Linked DNA regions of Hordeum vulgare: regions 2 and 3 are each linked to region 1. A link is a contact called in public Hi-C data. All regions are on one chromosome and are shown on one strand. Each heading gives the region's core, a stretch centred on a gene start, on an enhancer-like site or on the middle of the called end of the contact. The rest is flanking DNA. Distances are from core to core; before and after follow the strand shown. Region 1 holds the start of LOC123428162 (ubiquitin C-terminal hydrolase 22). Region 2 holds the start of LOC123428161 (glycerol kinase). Region 3 has its middle 21 kb from the start of LOC123428161.

Evidence for each region. A called contact is a pair of places that touch in the nucleus more often than the background predicts.
Region 2: a Hi-C map of seedling shows a contact between it and region 1, with 4 times the contacts expected there. The contact joins the promoter of LOC123428161 here to the promoter of LOC123428162 in region 1. A contact is called at or near these places in 2 of 6 Hi-C or Micro-C datasets (leaf and seedling) and 1 of 1 datasets of contacts at active chromatin or transcription factors (embryo).
Region 3: a Hi-C map of leaf shows a contact between it and region 1, with 5 times the contacts expected there. The contact joins the enhancer-like site here to the promoter of LOC123428162 in region 1. A contact is called at or near these places in 1 of 6 Hi-C or Micro-C datasets (leaf) and 1 of 1 datasets of contacts at active chromatin or transcription factors (embryo).

What each region holds. Positions count from the first base shown.
Region 1 is chr2H:636,582,900-636,586,913 of MorexV3_pseudomolecules_assembly, reverse strand. LOC123428162 (ubiquitin C-terminal hydrolase 22) reads right to left here and starts at 1,753. Exons shown (of 3, transcript XM_045112330.1): 1 at 945-1,753. The coding sequence starts at 1,753.
Region 2 is chr2H:636,271,945-636,275,958 of MorexV3_pseudomolecules_assembly, reverse strand. LOC123428161 (glycerol kinase) reads right to left here and starts at 2,324. Exons shown (of 4, transcript XM_045112329.1): 1 at 1,891-2,324; 2 at 224-445; 3 at 1-138. The coding sequence starts at 2,030.
Region 3 is chr2H:636,292,415-636,296,428 of MorexV3_pseudomolecules_assembly, reverse strand. No RefSeq gene overlaps it. Among protein-coding and RNA genes, the nearest start is that of LOC123428161, 21 kb to the right of the region's middle. Within about 2 kb of position 2,033, at least 1 of the 3 cell types and tissues checked has open chromatin away from gene starts, as enhancers often do. A contact at or near this core is called in leaf, where this site is marked.

The DNA.
Region 1 (4,014 bases), core at 504-3,003:
CGATAGTAATCAGAAGGAAATCAAGTACTTTCTTTCATAAACCAGAAGAAACAAGTAGTGCATCATATTTCCTGTGCAAGCCCATGTTCATCAAACAATATCAGCAGCAAAAAGACAAGGTAACTGCTTAGTTCTTACAAACATGAATTACTGTTTAAAAAATTAACTTCAGCTTAAGAAGTGTTGCAGTATTTCTCCCTATGATGACAATAGTTTTAAAATAGCTATAAGACATAGCACACACATGTTGTGTGAAGCAAAGGTATAAAATATAAACAGTTGGTTCCCAAGGAAATAAGAAACTTTTGGTAGGCCCTGGCAAAGTATCAACAAGACTAGCAATACTTATGGGCCTACCACAGATGCTATATACTTGCCTACCCAAAAGCATAGACTTAAACGAAGGAAAAATCAAAAGAATACAGCAATAGAGAGCGTGCATGCTTCACAACCAGTCAAACAAGTGACTTGACAGGAACTAACAGGTGCTCATGCATGTTATCACCTGACCAATAATTACAGTTCAGCGACCATTTATTAGGTAGGCATGCCAAAAGTACTTGCACAATCATAAGAAGGCATTGCTATATATGCTCTATATACGAGGGCATTTCATCAAACAGGCCATATACATGCTACGCAACCATTTTCCTTCTGTAGCAATACACACTGAGCAGACTTTGTCCCTTTTAGCTACAAATATCTTTTGTAGTATCATTCGATTCATATTAAGTATTCCTGCAATCTGCATGATCTAACTTCAAACAGTTGTGTGGCAATAGCGCACTATAATTTGCAGGAGACTATACAATCTAGTTGTCTCAAACAAGCCACTGCCCATAGCTAACAGTACTTCAAACAGCCATTTAACTAAGGGCTTAACTTCCGCAATACAAAATCACACTCCGACATCAACCAATGCAAATAGAGCTCGAGATCCGGACCTATAGAGGAACTTGGCGGGGCTGTATGGCGTGCGCTCCCCCGAGAAGGTGGCAGAGTAGATCTCGTCGAGATCGCACGCGAGGCACGCGGCCTTGGCCTCGGCATCCGTGGTACGGTGCCTCATGGGCGTGCGGCGCGGGCAGAGGAAGCGGTTGTGGCGATCCCCGAGGAAGTAGTTCCGGAGCGGCGGCGCGTGGAGGAGCGCCTGCAGCACGGAGTTCATGAAGCAGGTGTTGCCGAGGTTGTTGAGCCCGCGCAGGCCCGCCGGCTCGGCGGCGGACGCGGAGGTGGTGGGATCGGCGGATCGCACGAGCGCGACCTCGGCCGGATCTGGCGCCCAGGCGCGGTAGTCGACGCGCCGGCGCTTGCGGGGCGCGGCGGGGGATGCGGACGCGGACGGTGGCGAGGCGGAGGCGGACGGGGGGTGGAGCGCCGTGGACTGGGCGAGGACGACGGCGTGGTCGAAGTCTGGGTCGTAGACCTGGTCCCCGCAGGCGGCGCAGAAGAGCTCGGCGCGGTCGACGTCGACGGCGATCTGGTGGCCCGGGGCGGGCGCGGACGCGGCGTGGGAGGCGGCGTGCGAGGGGCAGAAGACGGTGGCGCAGGTGAGGCAGGCGTAGAGGCGGGGCGGGGGCTGGGAAGAGGCCGGGCAGGGGGAGCATCGGGGCACCTCGCGCGCGTCGCGGCGGATCTCGGGCCGGCCCAGCGGGCGCACGCGCAGGCACCGCCGGAGGAAGCGGAGCGGGCGCGAGGTTAGCCGGTGCGCGGCGAGGTGCGCGCAGGGCGGCGGCGCGGATGGGGTGGTCATCGGGGATGGAGGGGGCGGCGGTGGAGTGGCGGCTTGGGCGGTGGGGAGTGGGGACGGGGGGTGGAGTGGCGGCTTGGGCGGTGCGGGGTGAGGTGGGGGTGGGGGTGGGGATGGTGGCGGCGGTGGAGATGGATGGTGTGGATCATGGAGATGGAGTCAGAGCGGAGCCATGGGTGGGTCGCTCTGGTCGGGGCGGGGGAGGCGCTGCTACTCGTGCACCGCACGGATCGATTAGGTTCTCGGCAGTGTGTGGCAACTCCAACGGCGAGGCAAACGAACGCAAGTACGGACTGCGTTGTCATGGGGCACTGATTTTTCGGGGTGCCCGTCGAAACTTTCTTTTTGGCTGTCCATCGTCCAATCTGATGTGTGGGTTGCTCTGGGTCGGGGCGGGGGACGCGCTACTCGTGCACCGCAAGGATAGATTAGGTTCTCGGCAGTGTGTGGTAACTCCAACGGCGAGGCAAACGAACGCAAGTACCGACTGCGTTGCCATGGGGGCACTGATCTCTCGGGGTGCCCGCCGAAACTTTCATCCGGTCGGCTGTCTAGCGTCCAATCTGATGCGTGCGTCGCTTTGGGTCGGGGCGGGGGAGGCGCTACTCGTGCACCGCAAGGATCGATTAGGTTCTCGGCAGTGTGTGTCAACTCCAACGGCGAGGCAAACGAACGCAAGTACCGACCGCGCTTGCCATGGGGGCACTGATCTCTCGGGGTGCCCGTCGAAACTTTCGTCCGGTCGGTTGTCCAGCGTCCAATCTGATGTGTGGGTCGCTTTGGGTCGGGGCGGGGGAGGCGCTACTCGTGCACCGCAGGGATCACGATCTGATTAGGTTCTCGGCAGTGTATGGCAACTCCAACCGCGAGGCAAACGAACGCAAGTACCGACTGCGCTTGCCATGGGGGCACTGATCTCTCAGAGTGCCCGCCGAAACTTTCGTCCGATCGGCTGTCCAGCGTCCAATCTGATGTGTTTAAGGCCCTGTTTGTTTCAGAAGTCTCATGACTTTTTTTAGCCCCAACTAAAAAGTCCATAGTCCCTACCCATTTGTTTTCATGGACTAAACAGGGACTAGAGCTCATTAAATGACATGCAAAAGACCATGTTACCCCTAGTAATGTACTAGAAGTTATTAAATGACATGCTAAAAGTAGGGACACTATTGGAAAAAGTGCCAAAAAATTCTCAAAAAGACCCTCGACTTCTTCCTTTAGTCCCAAATATCCCCTTTTAGTCCCTAAAAGTTTCTCTTATTTGTTTCACATGGGACTAAAAGGGACTTTTTTAGTCCCTACACCCAAAAAGTCCATGGAAACAAACACCCCCTAAAGGGCCCTGATTAGTAATCTTCGTCGTCGCAGCAATTCGGCCGATAGTAACAAATGTCGGCAATGTTTGCAACAAAAAATGCCTCAATTGTAACAAAATTGACCTTACACACTCTAGCAAAAACAATTTCGTTGGTTATAGCGTGGTCGTTTGGTTGTAGCATTTTCTGTCATCGATTGTAGCATAGGTCTACAACAGGTTGTAGCAAAAACATCATTGCCTTTGGCTGTAGCTGATTGTGCATGTCGTTTCTTCGGCTGAAGCTTTTCAAAAACAGCATTGCAACAATCTTGCAAATAGTTACAACATTTTTAGATACTATTTGCAGCTCTTTCGGTCTTTTTTTGGTTCCAGCAAAAAAAGTTCGTCGATAGTAGGAAAAACCAATTACGGTTGCAGCGAATCACCGTCGCGAGGTCGCAGCTATGCCTTGATGGATGTAGCAAAAAAGTTCGCCGGTACGAGCAAAAACCAAGTACGGTTGCAGCAAAAATCACCGTCATCACGAGGTTGCAGCTTCTGCTTGATGGATGTAGCAAAACACTTGGCTCGTAATAGCAAAAAAACAAGTACGGTTGCAGCAAAAGTCGTCGTCATGGGCGTGGCGAATGGCCACATGGGCTGGCGAGAAGTGCTGCGTGCCGAGGCTTCCGACAGAACGGTTTGGTCGTCGCGCCGTTTTATAAACGTTTCCCCTTGCCATGTGGTACTCGTGTACCACAAGCGCAATCCGCCATTGGTCGGATTCGCCAAATCCCGTCGATTGGATGTGCCAAATCTCGACGCTCCCGTTGCAGATCCACCACTCTGCCTTCCGTATCGGTGGATGTGCTATTGGGTGGAGGAGGGAGGGTGCTGAAGAGCAAGGTTGCCGGGAATATGGGCGCCGACCTAGGGTTTATGCACTTGCCGACGAAGGATGTGGAAGGGG
Region 2 (4,014 bases), core at 1,075-3,574, 310 kb after region 1:
GCCTTGACTGCATCCTTGACAGCGTTAACATTCTCCATCAACCATAATAACTTCAGAGCACTGAAGTAGGTACTGATTGGTAAACCACATGTCTCCACAAAGTGCGTTCTACCACCTGATAGCTCACTTTCCAGTCTCCTGAAGAGAGGAAGCATTAAACACAATCAGAACACCAAAAAACATAAAAATGTTAACACAAAGTGGCAGTTGGATAAAAGGAGACCTGCAAATAGAGCTAGTGCGAACATCCATCCACACAATGGCATTGTAGAGCGGAAGGCCTGTGGATTTGCTCCACACAACGGTAGTCTCCCTCTGATTTGTGATTCCAATGGCCTTCAAACCAGCATCCACATTAAGTCCACTGGCTGCAGCTTTTTCGAGTGTCTTTGCCATGCAGACCTTCACACTCTCCATGATCTCCATAGGATCATGCTCGACCCATCTTTTAGTTCACATCAATACAAAGATGAAAAAAGTTAGAAGTCATCTTCTAGCTGCGAATTTAAGGGGTGGCAAACAACAGTATAACAAACCCAAGAAGAAAACTGTCAGCGCTTTACACAGGAAGATGGCACTACAGACTGTGAACAGAATCAAATATCATAGAATACCGCACATAAAGCAACATTCGGCATGGCATTTTTCACATATAGACAAATAAATGGAAACAGGGGTGAAACAAATAAAACCTTTTATGTTGCTTCAGAACCCAGTTTACAGGTAAGAAACATTTAGTCAAGTGAAGAGCAAGAAGATTTCAGCCCAAAGGCGCATCAAGGATAATTAGCACTAGAAGTGTATTAGATTTGAAGCAAGGCCAGTCATCGATCTGGCCCTTTTCCGTGAATATGTAGAAGGAAAATGAAATATTAAAACTGAGTCAGGCTAGTCATATGCCACAACTGTTAAGAACATCAAACTGCTCTGTCATAGAAAAACCTCAATCCTTAACAACTCCCTTTTGTAATTGTGAAGCATGGAAATGTTATCCTCCAGTAGCCACCCAATCCATCTGGGCCATAGGTTTACGTACTCCAGACAACAACTCATTTTAGAAGACAGCATCACAGCAACTCTTAATATAAGAAAAGAGGTGCCAGTGCGCAGTCTCACTCGCATCTAAATAACTTACTAGATAGCCTGTAAAGCAAGCAAGACTGGGACTTCCGTGACTTCATTAACTCAGGAAGTCAACTATCATGCCTGTGCTGTAGGAAAACAAGGAATATTTATCTATCATATCCCAAAACTATTCATAACACTATACACCGTACTGTTCAAAAGTTCAGTAGAGTAGCTTGTTGTGCATACGGTGGCTATGTAAGCACTAAGCACTACTAGAAGATCTTGAGATCATCGGAAAAAAATGAAGGGAAGCGCATGATCCTGATTGTCAATCGAGTCATGAGACTAAAGGACAGAGTAACAGGGCAAACCTGAAACACTGACATGAGATGACATAACAGTTAGCTTGCGGCCTGAAGTTTGGCGGTCGACATAAACAGGAGCATATAAACAGACACGAAGGTACGTACAGCTCCAGACATAAAGCACTTGATGATCCTAATTGTGACATCACATCACATGACACCTAAACTGACAACTGAGTCACCAAAAGCGCACGGTTTGCTTGCCAAACTACCTGAATTCCTGAACCACTGACATGCCATAACATAACAGTTGGGGCTGTACTTTCGCACTGGACAAATCCGGAGCGTATGGTGGCAACCGAAAAGGCGGCACAGCTTAACTAGAAATTCCCTAATTATACGTCCGGGTCTACCAACCAGCCGAAAAGAACGATCAGGCCCCTCGAAAATTCCACGGGCACGCGTAACGGATCAGACGACGAAATTGGCAGCAGGGGTCGTGGTGGTGCGCGCTTACCCGGCCTCCGGGTAGTGCTGCTTGAACTCGAGCTGGTGGGAGGCGACGGGGCTGGCGTGGCGGTCGTAGACGATGAACCTGGTGCTGGTCGTCCCCTGATCGATCGACGCCACGTACACCTCCTCCCCCTTCCCTGCCATGCTCTCAGAGTCCCAGTCCCCACACGCCTAGAGCAAGCTCCGCCGGCGGGCGGACAGAGGGGAGCGGCGGCGGGAGTGAGCTGGTGGAACAACCGAGGAGGGGGGCGGCGTCAAACTGGGAAGCGGTTGGGAGCTGAGAGCGGACTGCGGCAGCGGGGCGGAGGGAGGGAGGTTATGGGCGAGGAAGGTGGGTGGATCCGATTGGGAGGGAGGTGGATGAGCTGGGCGTGGAAGTCAATGACTATCGGTTGTCTGACTCTGATCTGAGACTGCTAGTGGTTCGCCTCTATCTCCTCGCGCTGCCTCTCGGCTCTGCACGGCACGGACGGGGTTTCTGCGACGAAAATCCTGCTATTTTCCGCCCGCGCTCCCACGAAACTGGGGATGCCAGTTGGGGACGGATAACACCAAACTTCAGTGTGTCCATCCAAACGGACGACGATTTCGTTCGTTTTTTGTTTGTTTGGGTCGGTCGTCTGTCTAGCGTCTACTCTGTTTTAGATATGGGTCGACAGCGCGTCCAATGCGCCGATTCATATGTGTCGGCGTGGTCGGCTGACCGTCGTACCGTGCATGATTTTGCATAGTTTGAATCAAAACATAATTTAGATCGAATAAAATAGCATAGTTATTACAAGCCGAATAATAATAGCATAGCTCTCATGTAGTTTTGCAAACGAATAAAAGAAAATAAATTTATTGGTTGCTAACACGAGCCCACATATGCTCAACCAAATCATTTTGCAGTTGCACGTGAGTTTTTCAATCACGCAGGTCTTGATGAAATTGGATGAACTGTTTAAACGTTGCCGCTCCACCGTGCTCAAGCACAACATTCTCACACTGAAACAGAAACCCTTGATCGTACAGACGTTCCGGGCGCTCGTCTTCTACGATGATATTATGCATGATCACACAAGCAGTCATCACCTCTCATAGTTTCTGCGTGCTCCAGGTATTAGCAGGGTTGTGTATTGTCTTGACAATAGTGGTTCACTGAGGATAGATACCGTCGCCCAGGTAGTATCCTTTGTCGTAGTTGTGGCCGTTGACAGTAGAATTCATCGGTGGGTTGTTGCCTTCGACAAGCCTAGAAAACACCGCCGAGCGCTGAAGCACGTTGATATCATTGTGTGATCCGACCATGTAAAAAAACCGTTAATTTCAGAGATCTTCAGACGCCACGGCCTCTAGTATGACAGTGCAAGCCTTGACATGGCCCTTATACTGCCCTTTGCCAAGCAGAAGAGCAGTTCTTCCACTCCCAGTGCATGCAGTCTATGCTATCAAGCATCCCTGGAAAGCCCCTGTTGTCATTCATCGTCAACAAACGGGTTGTATCTTCAGCAGTCGGCTCTCCCAAATACTCATGGTCAAACACAACAATACCAGCCTTGCGAAACTTATACAGGGACTCTAGGCAAGTACACTCGTTCATACGGACGTACTTGTCAATGAGATCACCGGGCATTCCATATGCAAGCATTCGGATGGCGGCAGTGCATTTCTGATAAGAGGAAAAACTATCTTGCCAATGGCATCCTCTTTGCACTCAAAATAGTCATCATAGCCGACCACCCCCTCTCTAATACGGTTGAAAAGATGCCTACTCATACGAAAACGACGGCAGAATTTTTGATGTTTGAACAACGAGTTTGTTGTATCAAAGTAGCCCTTCTAAAGAAGGAAATGCCCGCTCTCTCGGTTGCAATTCAACGCCGGAAGGTGGCCCAGAATGGAGCTACGGAACAATGGTCGCTGGCTGTTGAGGTGGTGATGGACCAACACGGCAGCCAATATCTCCTCCTCCTCATCGGACGATGAATCGTCGAACTCGCAAAGGAAATTATGAAAAAAGAACTCGTCGGCGGAGTCCATTTTGTACCTTGGCAAACTGTCGAACAGCTTGCGGGTGTCGATGAAGGAGACGGTCGGCGAAGAGAGTCGCGGCGCGCACGGACCAGCTACCTGCCCTGTCGGCATC
Region 3 (4,014 bases), core at 784-3,283, 290 kb after region 1:
AAAGGTAAACTTTGTTAAAAAGGTTGAAACTGTGATTTTGCCCCCCCCCCCTACGTCCAAGGATGTTTTTTTTCGAGTTATGTGTCATTTCGAGAGGGGCAAGCTATTGAGGCCCTGTATGGTTTCAGGAACTAAACATGAACTAGAGGTTATTAAATGACCATGTTACCCTTATTAATGGACTAGATGTTATTAAATGACATGCTAAAAGGAGGAGCACTGTTGGAAAAAGTTTCAAAAAAGACTCTCCCTTAGGCTTTGTTTGGTAGAAGTGGATTGGAGAGGTTTGGGGAGGAGGGGATTTGAGGGAATTTGGTGAATCCCTTCCTTCCACCCAATCCTGCCAAATCCTCGAGGCTTTGCTTCCACCAGTCCCTCGAGGAGGGTCCTGGAACACATGGATAGGAAGGGACTAAAGGGGAACGGAGGGGATTCGGCTAAGCAAACCCCTCTTACCAAATGGACGCCTGAGGTTCTGTGGGGTTTCTTACCCTCCCGGGGATTTTCCTCTCGAAACCTCCTCAATTCCCCCTTGCCAAACGAGGCCTCAGGGACTTCTTTCTTTAGTCCCAAATGCTCACTTTTAGTCCCTAAAAGTCCCTTCTGTTTGGTTTAGATGGGACTAAAAGAGACTTTTTTAGTCCCTACATCAAAAGTCCCTGTAAACAAACACCCCCTGAGAGGGAGAGAAAATGGTGGGTGGGGGGGAGGGGCTTGGAGATGTTTTCGACATTGGTGTCCGGAGCACTTCATTGGTGAAGAGCAAACGTCGGTACATGGCTAGAAAGGCACCGCTCGTAAGGTTGGTCGTAATGGTAGTATCATATGTAGTATCATGCATGCCAACTAGGCAATTTTGATGAGGTGTCATAGAATTAAATGAAGAAAGAGAGGTTGAGTATCATATTATGATATCGTATCATATTAAATGTTGTGCTACTACGTGTCATGCATGACAATAAATGAAATATCATATGATAATAACATATGATACTATGCATTACGGGTGTAGTATCATACACTAGTATCATATGCATGATACTACTATATGATACTCCCCATTACAACCAGCCTAAGTCTCCTTTCCTTTTTTTTTGGATTCGATGCACCTCACCCTTGTTTGAGAGCCAAAGACCAGGTCTCCTCAGTGTTTGAGTGCGGCTGTGCGGGGCAATGAGGGAGAAGATCTTTTCACATTTTTACAAACGTTAAAAAAATACTTTTAAATGTGTGTACTTTTGTTTAGTTGGCACGAACGTTTGTTGAATGGTATGAACCATTTTTCAAATTGCACGAACAATTCTTCACATGTCATGAATATTTGTTCAATATTTATTTTGAGAAATTAAAGTAAATTATTTTGAAATTTATTTTTACTATAAACAAATAAAAAAAGAAACATAATACTACCGGACCCACCCATTACATAGTCTCATTGAGGCGAGGTGTAAGTCTATCTTGCAATAGGCCAGATACAGCCGATTTCAGAATAACATCCATAAATTATCAACTGCTAGCGTGTGGCACAACCTAAGCCAAAAAGAATATCAACCTATTTCTTAAGCCCATGTAGAAATATACAAAAATGCTAATTGGCGAACGTTCGCTGGGAAGACAGTTCCATCGAACGACCACAAACGTATAGATAGATTTATTTTAAAAAGAAACCGCTGCTGGTTCTTTTCTATACATGGCAGTTTCCCGTTCTGTGCATGTCATTTCCCTCAAAAACGCATGACAATTTTCGTTATTTTGGCTTGGGCAGGGGAGTGTTCACTGGCAATTCGCCCCAACAACGTTCGCAGATAAACACGTCCTAAATATAAGACTTTGCTTCTCACATTATGGACCTACTAAAATTGTGTGACATTGACTCAACGAGATCTCCGTTGGCAAAAAAAAAAAATGTCTCCCGAAACCATCGGGAGGGACATGCATTCATCGGTTTTAGATCTTTCCCGCAACCACTGGTAGGGATTTTGCTGTCACGTCCAAGGTGAATTCATCGGTCGATATGGACAGCCGGGTGGCTCAAGCGGCTTAGAAAATTTCAGGGAGGATTCTTGGTGGAGTTATCATGGCGACGCGGATGGTTTTGTGGTGCAATGATATTCTTGGTGTGGGTGCTTCTCGTCCATATGGCAACTCGTCGATGTTAGGGTTTTACTTTTCTATCTTGCAAAGTCTGTTTTGTAAAACTGCATTAGTATTGTTCTTATCTGAACGAAGCAGTTTGTGTCTAAATAAAATAAAATTGTATGGCGAGTGGTCGACACGTCGGTGACCTATGCGCCAAAACTTTTATTACATAAGCTAGCACCTCGCACATGTTAATCCATGTCGATGGCCGAACTCATGTCGGGTGGGCAGTTTGGTTTGGCACCCTTTAGCATATATAGGACGCACTGATTTCTCCATTGTTGAATAGTCTACTTAATTTCCAGCATTGCAAGATGCTGAGATGGCCTAGTGGACTCTACAAGATATATTTGCCTTCTTGGGCGCGACGGCCGAACGTGAGCCTGTCACATTGGCGTCTGTTATATAGCAAGCAGCATCCCAGTTTCATTTCACCCAACAAAAGCTTCTTTCAGTAGTGGAGTGACAGAGCCCAAACCATGGCCGCTAAGGTGTTCGCAATGCTGGCTATCGTTCTGGTCCTCACCCATGGACATCTCCCAGTTGTGATGGGCCAGACGACACCGCCAGATCGTCCAAAAGACTTGGCACGTCAAGCTGCTGCGCCGGGTAAGACCTTCAAACGTAAACTTGAACGCAGTCGTTCTTGCTATGTATTTTCAATCTCATTCTACGGTTCAGAGAGAAAAAGAAAACTTGTTCTTCATTTACATGTGTTATTTCTGTAGGTACAAAAATTTGCAAACTTTTTATGGCAACACTAAACGTAAAAAATTTCATAGGAAGCGATCTATTTGTTTCTTTCCACCCTGCGCTTCGCTTTCATTTCCTTGAAAGTTGAAACAAAGGGAGATCCAGTCTCTTCTTGCATACGTAATACGAATACTTGGTCAGATTTTAACGATTGCTTCAATTAATTTTTGTTCATGATAAATTGCAGCACCAGCTGGGAATGGTGCACCTGCATCCTCTGGCTTCACTGAGGAGAAGGGATGGTTCTTTCAGCGTCCCTTAGCAAGGCCAACACCTCTTCCTCCTTCCTTAAAGCTATGAAGTGGCATGTAGTTCTCTGCAAACTATCTTGCTAGAGCCTGTATGTGCTCATTGTAATAAAGCAGAGTATGCAAGGCGAATAAGTACACCACTACTGGCTACAAATTGTTGTGTTCCCCGCTATGATATCTTCCAAATTATATATGATGTATTCTGCCTGGACACAAGGATGTGCATGGGCAAAACAGTGTGCTAAATATCTGAGATAATATTAGCTTCTCAGTTATGAGTTATGACCTGTAACTGAGATAATATTAGCTTCCCACACACACGCAGGGCTAGGAAAAGAAAGAACAAACCCACAGAAGTAATGCAGATCATACAGTTAATCCGTTTGACAAACAGGGTTTACTGATACACCACCTGACCTTGGTACACACGTCAGAGTACACACATGCCTTCGATGAAAAAGGGCTTTCCTCCGTTTTGTATTCCAAAGTAACCGACACCAATACAACCAACGATAGTGCTGGACCGAAAGCAGCACATTCACGTTAAAAAAGAGCTAAAGAGAAAATACAAAAGGAACAAATGCCGACAACGACGAGGCAACAAAAAACGGAGAAGCCTCGCGACCGTTGCTCCCACCGAAATTCTCCCACCAAGCTCCTAGACTCCGAAGCGCCCGTACCAATCAACACCTCCAACAAGGGACGCGATGATGACGACGCCGTTGCCAAGGGTTTTCATCGGTACTCGACGAGGAGAAGGAAAGGGTAGCCCCGACGCCCTCCAGGAAGGTCCGGCGGCACCCTCAGGCGCCACCGCGTCGGTGTCGGCCTGGCCGACAGGGATTTCTCCCGATCCCAACATTCACCTCGG